Linked DNA regions of Mus musculus: region 1 is linked to region 2. A link is a contact called in public Micro-C data. All regions are on one chromosome and are shown on one strand. The core of a region is the stretch at or near the end of the contact, and the rest is flanking DNA. Distances in the headings are between cores, read along the strand shown.

Evidence for each region. A called contact is a pair of places that touch in the nucleus more often than the background predicts.
Region 1: a Micro-C map of granulosa cells shows a contact between it and region 2, with 1.7 times the contacts expected there. The contact joins two enhancer-like sites.

The regions. Positions count from the first base shown.
Region 1 is chr16:33,439,296-33,442,824 of GRCm38.p6, reverse strand. The region is part of intron 4 of Zfp148 (zinc finger protein 148); the gene reads right to left. Among named protein-coding and RNA genes, the nearest start is that of Zfp148, 60 kb to the right of the region's middle. Within about 2 kb of position 1,599, at least 2 of the 459 cell types and tissues checked have an H3K27ac peak or open chromatin away from gene starts, as enhancers often do. A contact at or near this core is called in granulosa cells, where this site is marked.
Region 2 is chr16:33,194,448-33,197,752 of GRCm38.p6, reverse strand. It overlaps Osbpl11 (oxysterol binding protein-like 11), which reads right to left. Exons shown (of 13, transcript NM_176840.3): 2 at 1,611-1,679. Among named protein-coding and RNA genes, the nearest start is that of Osbpl11, 11 kb to the right of the region's middle. Within about 2 kb of position 1,297, at least 21 of the 459 cell types and tissues checked have an H3K27ac peak or open chromatin away from gene starts, as enhancers often do. A contact at or near this core is called in granulosa cells, where this site is marked.

The DNA of each region.
Region 1 (3,529 bases), core at 350-2,849, 240 kb before region 2:
CGTCTTCCTTAATGAAAGGATTTTAAAAACTTTTAGGAGCTGAAAAGGAAAACAGAAGTCTAACTCCAATGGCCAAATACATTTTGAGTTTTCAGGCCCATTAAGAACGTATTCAAAGCAGGGCAGTGGTGGCACACGCCTTTAATCCCAGCACTTGGAAGGCAGAGGCAGGCAGATTTCTGAGTTCGAGGCCAGCCTGGTCTACAAAGTGAGTTCCAGGACAGCCAGAGATACACAGAGAAACCCTGTCTCGAAAAATCAAAAACAAAAAAACAAACAAAAAACCCCAACTGTATTCAAACATATAAAGCACCTTAAAGTATAGCTGTAATTCTATCATGATGCTTTAGAAATTTATGATCTAAAAATGTCACACAAAGCCACGGAGACGCTTCAGCAGGTAAAAAGCACCTGTCTACAAACCTGATGACTGGAATCTGGTCACTGGGACCTACATGGTGGAAGGTAAAAGCTGATCCCTGCAGGTTGTGTCTTTCTGACCTTCACATGTAAGTTTTTAAAAGATGTTTAAAAGAATGTCACGTAAATTCTGAAGTAAATCTTTCAGGAGTTAGATATTCCTAAAATCTTTTCTATATATCATTGTATGACAAGAACATGAATTTTTAGATAGCTTCCAGTTTATAAAATATTTTCATTCATGTTATACAGCCCAACAGTTTATCAGAAGACAAATGTATTATCATCAATTATAATCTACTCCAATTTGTAAATACAAACTGCAAGCCTTTCCTCTTAACATGCTTGTCATCAACTGGAAAAGAAAAGAGCATAGAAGTTTAAGAGTTCTCAAATCTTCTCTGATGAACTCTGTAAGAATGAGAAGGTAGGTGATAGCTTTTCTTTATTTTCTGAGATGTTGCAAAGCTGCCACAGCACTGTCTAGTGAGACAGGCTGTAATGACACTGCCTGCATGGACACCATGCAGCTGATAAGCATCTGCAGAAGCCCAGTGAGCTTAAAGGCCTCAAGTGTTAACTTAAATGTAATGTATTGGAGAACAAACATCCAATGAGTAAACCATACACCAAAAAGTTGACCTCTACTGACTTAAGAGTAGAAAATCAAAATAAATCCTGAGAGCTAAGTTGCCACAAATAACAACTTTTAATTGTTAACTTAATTTACTAAGGGTACAGAACCTAAAGTCATTAACATTTGTGAAAGCTCAAGTGCTAATTCTATACTAACAAGGGGTAATATGAAAAGGAGCTTTTTGTGATTTCCAAGTGAATGAACTAACAGAGGAAGATAACCATTACCATGTTCAATATCATTTTTAAAATACTTACTAAAGAGAATGTTGAAAATGGCCTGTTACTTGTAAGTTTGTTCACATTGAGAAACAAAATCATACTGTTCTGGGTAAAATGCCCTTTTCAATGAAAACCAATACATAGTCCTTACCACCAACAGCAATATATGACTAAAAAGGGAAATAATTCCTCATATCTATTTATGTCTCATTATAAAACAATGTTACATAAATCTCAAACTCTGACCATCTGTTAACCGGCATGACCAATTTTTCAGATTCATTTATCTTTGAGGACGACAACTCAACTGAGTGCTCATTCAAATGGAATGTCAAGCTGACAGATTAAAAGAATAAGGAGTCATAGCTGGGCGTAGTGACCCACGCCTTTAATCCCAGCACTTGGGAGGCAGAGGCAGGCGGATTTCTGAGTTCGAGGCCAGCCTGGTCCACAAAGTGAGTTCTAGGACAGCCAGGGCTACACAGAGAAACCCCGTCTAGAAAAAAAACCCAACCCCCCCCCCCAAAAAAAAGAATAAGGAGTTGAGAAAAGTTCTACTGTGCTGACAAGAAAGGAACCCCTCACAATCCTGTAAGTGGCATGCCAATGAAAAGCACATAAACAGATCATTTATGGCGATAGGCTATGAACATGGAAGGACATGTTCTAGAGATCTCAGGCTCTGTAGACTGGTCCAGAACCCATGAACTAATATATCCACAGCGGCTTTATCTGTGCTAGCTAAAAGCTGGAAACAACCCCAACGGCCTTCCAATAAGAGAGAGTATGTTCACCTGAGGCCTAACAAGAGAAATGGACTACAGATATGACAGCTCTGATTCAGTTATGGGCCAAGTGAAAAAGTCAAACTCAAAGTCACATAACGTTGATCTCATCAATAAAACATCCTCAAAGTAACTCAATTACAGAGTGGGAACCGGATCTGGGGTAGACAGAGGGTTCGAAGGGCAGTGGGGACTGATTATAAAGGGTTAGCTCTTGTCTCTTCCCCTTTCTGCTCTTCCCTATCAGGAGCCTTGCAGTCCTCAAGCTGTAAGCTGTGAATTACATGGGAAGCCCATCTAATACAAAATGCCAAAGCAGGGTTCAGGTTCTGTAGATCCAGGGTAGTGTTTGACTAGCTGGCTTAAGATCAGGCATACACTCGCTAGCTAGCAAGCAAATAAACTTCTTAAAAGATGTCTTTCAAGATGTCATAGATGTCATATCCAGTCATGATAAGAGGATTCTTCACAAAGAAGGGAAACTCTGGCAAGTGCTGGTTGGCAACTAAAGAATGTACAGTTTAACTCTGAAAACTGACAGGTAACAGAAACAGTGTCACAGACTACATAGGCAATAGGAAAAGCAACTGAAGCTTGTTATCCTAGTCATTAAAAACTGGTACTATGTGCTACAGCACTAAAACAAACTGTGTCTAATTAAACACTAAAAATGACAGAAAAGGCTGGGGGTAAATTAAAGAAAACCTAAAAAACTAGAGGTATGCCATCTGATGAATTAAAACCACCACTGTTTAAATGTTGGCCGTAAGCAAATCATTACCTAGAATCTATGTGATCTGAATGAAAGTCCAGCTGGCTCTAAGACTGACTATACATGAAATACGAGGACATAAACTGTCCTCAGAGTCTTGCAAAGAACAAAACTGAGGTATTATTCTATCTGATCTCAAACTTAACCATGGAGGAGAAAGTCAAAAAGTGTTTCTGACTGAAAGATAAACTAAGTCAGTCAAACAGAAACAAAACTCAAGAGAAGGCATACAAACATGCAGAAAATGCATTTACTAATAGCTTTATTTCTAATAATACAAATAAGAAAGTGCACACAAGGAAGAAAGATAGTAAATGTTTAGATATTAAAGCAATACAACACTAATCAATAAGAAAAAACAATGAAGTACTGATAAACAATCAACACAGATAAACTAATAATGTGCTTCACGAAAGCATGCAAACATGAGAGCTACATTTAATTTCATGACATAAAATTTCTGAGACTACAACAAATTATAATGAAAAACAATCCTAACAATTATGAGACAAATGACTGGGAAGAATCACAAAGCAACTTTCTAGATACTGAAAATGTTCTATATCCTGATGGGTTGTGTGTTACTAAAATGTATGCAGCTGTCTGAACTGAACTGAAGATACAAGCTTTTCCACTTAACTCTTTCTCCAACTAAAAACAAAATGTGGGCTGCCAAGATAGCTCAGTGGGTGAG
Region 2 (3,305 bases), core at 48-2,547:
TTATTTAATTTTATTTTATTATTATTATTTTCTTTCTTTCTTTCTTTCTTTTTTTTTTGAGACAGGGTCTCTTTATGTAGCCTGGCTGTCCTGGAACTTACTACATAGACCAGGTTGGCCTCTGCCTCCCAAGTGTTGGTGTTAAAGATGTGTGCCACCATGCCTAGCAGCAGTTTATTTCTTTAAAACCAAAAATAAAAAAGTAAACACCAAAAAAAAACCACTGTATTATCTATTAGTTCTACTTCCTGACATAGACACAAAAATGTAGAGACTTGAACAGATACTGGCACAACATTCACAGCAAAGCCTTATTTACAATTGCCAAAAGAAGAAAAACCCATTGTCCATCAATATAGGGATAGATAAATAAGAAATACAAATGCTGGAATATTACTGGCCTTTAAATAATGATGTGGATCAAGGAAATGGTTTATTGGGTGAAGGTACTTCTGCCAGCCTGATGCCCTGAGTTAAATCCCAGGACCTGAATGATGAAAAGTAAAAACTTATTCCTGTAAGATTTCCTCTGACACACACACACACACACACACACACACACACACACACAATGTAATTTTAAAAAATGGACCAACAAAATGGCTCAGTGGATGAAGGAATATTGTCATGCCTGAAGACAGTTCAATCCCTAGGAACCACATGATGGAAACAGAACTGACCCTGATCTCCACACTGTCTGTGACACTCAGGCACACAGAGGTATACTCTCGGACACATCCATATATATAAATATAAAAATAAAGTGAGAAAAAACAACACCAAAGAGCTAGGTGGTGTGGCACATGACTTTAATCCCAGCACCCAAGAGACAAAGGCAGGCAGATCTCTGAATTCTAGGACAACCAAGGCTACACAAAACAAACAAATCACACCCCCACCAAAGTTATGATGTGAATCTGAACCCTATGCAGAGTGAAATAAAAAAGTCACAAGAGGTCACACAGCGTATGTTCCCTGGGCACGAGGCATAAGGAGGGGTAAAGTCCAGAGACTATATAACAGAAGGAGGCTGGAGGAGGAGGCTAGTATATGAAAGATATGTAGTTTCAAGACGATGAGGAAGGGTCTGGAGATCGGCAGTTCGCACAGTTGTACAAAATGGTGAACATATTTAATTACACTGAGTTAGATGACTTAAATCGTATTATTTAATGTCAATTTAAAAAGTAAAACCTTAATACCCTTGCCCTGCAACTATTAAGTCTACAGTGTACTTAGCACAGCTGGCTTCCCTACTCACCAACTGCCTATGTGGCTGTGGGCTGCTTACTAACCCTCCAAGGCCACAGCCTGAGAATCAAGCAGAAATGCCCACTCTCCCCACTAAGAGCCTCACCTCTGCACACAGCAGCAGCACGTGGCAGGTGAGCACACCTCTCTATTCCTAACGACAGTGCTGAGGCTTAGAGGCTGCCACTGAGACACAGGCCAACTCCTCCATCCCTAAGGAGAAAGCCTTCCCCTGTGTAGGAGAGACATGGTAAACCATCCTCTACAAGTCCCACAGCTCTGTACCAACAGCAGTGTGTAACAGAACCAACTCCCAACCTCTTAGGAAGGAGACTGCCATCATAGGACCGTCAGCTTACCTGTACTGCCACCCGGTGACAAGGTTGGTGTACTTCATTAAATAGCCATTAACACTCTCCATGTGGTCACTGTTTCAAAAAGAACAGAGCTGAAGTTAGTGGAAATATGAGGAAACAAAAACAAACAAACCCAGACAACTCTTCAGTTTTGAAAATAGCTGCAGAGACAATAATTCATTAAATTTTCCAGGCATGATCATGAACGTCTTTAGTCTCTGTCCTCAGGAAGCAGAGGCAAGAAGAATCTCTGTATGTTGGATCGAAGCCAGCCTGGTCTACATATTGAATGCCAAGCCGGGGAGGGGAGGGGAGGGGAGGGGAGGGGAGGGGAGGGGAGGGGAGGGGAGGGGAGGGGAGGGAAAAAAAGAGTCAAGCTTACTAATTTCTTCAAAACAAGTACAATATTCCACTTATTATTATTTGAAATATAGTCATGTAAATATAAAGCTACATAAATACAAACACAAATATACTGTGAATGTTCTATTTAAAACAACTCCCCAAAAATTATTTCCTAAAAAGTCTTTCTCTGCTCTGGGTGCTTAGCATATATATAGTCTGCTTTCCCTGAACCGTTTCTGTCCATGAGACTTACTCTTTTGTCCAGTCCTGTAGCCCTATAACCTGAGTGTTGTACTCTGCATTAACCCTGCAAAGCCCCAGGCAGAACACAACAGAAATTATTTCCTCAAAGGATCAAGGTGTCCATAATTCACCATTTGGAAAGTCATTTCTTAGTCTGAGTTCTCCACACCAAGCCTTGTCTCTGGAAGGTGTCCTCCCCTGCCTGGTGGCATGTCATAAAAGCACTGCAGCTGAGCATGTCCTGCAAGAACTGGACTTCTAGGGTTATCTAGGGAGGTTATCTCCATATCTAGTGGATTATGGGGAAAAACTTTCCTAAAATCTTACTATACAGCTGGGCGTGGTGGCGCACGCCTTTAATCCCAGCACTCGGGAGGTAGCGGCAGGCGGATTTCTGAGTTCGAGGCCAGACTGGTCTACAAAGTAAGTTCCAGGACAGCCCCAGGGCTATACAGAGAAACCCTGCCTTGAACCCCCCTCCCCCCCAAAAAAATATTACTATACTAACCACCTTAAGAAAAGCATAGACATGTTAAAGCCATCAAAGGGGGTCAGAAGATATGGTTCAGTGGGCAAAGGGCTTGCATGTGCAAGTATAAGACCTGAATTCAGATCCTTAGCTGACATTAAAAAAAAAAATCGCAATTGCATGCCTTTAATCTCAGTGCTGGAAAGAAATGGGAAGTCATCCCGGGCTTCACTAGACAGACAGTCTAGCCAACTGGTGAGCTCCAGGTTCAGTGACAGACCATCCCAGAAATGAGGTAAAGGGCTGGAGACCTGGCTCAGCACAGAAAGGCACTGGCCAACAAATCTAATGATAGGATTTCCAGCTAGGAGCCTACACTGGAGAAGGAAACAGGTCACTCCTGCAAGTTGTCCTCTGACTTCCACACACACACACATACATGGCACATACTCATGCTTTGTGCATGTATACACAGACACACTAAATGTGTGTGTGTGTGTTTATATTTAAAAGACAAAGGTAGAGGGTGATGGAGGAAGTCACCTGTCACTGACCTTCACGAACCCACATGGCCTCTATTCAGTCACCACTTTTCCTTTCTTACTAATGGTATTCCTCATTTGCAAGTTACTGTACCAGTC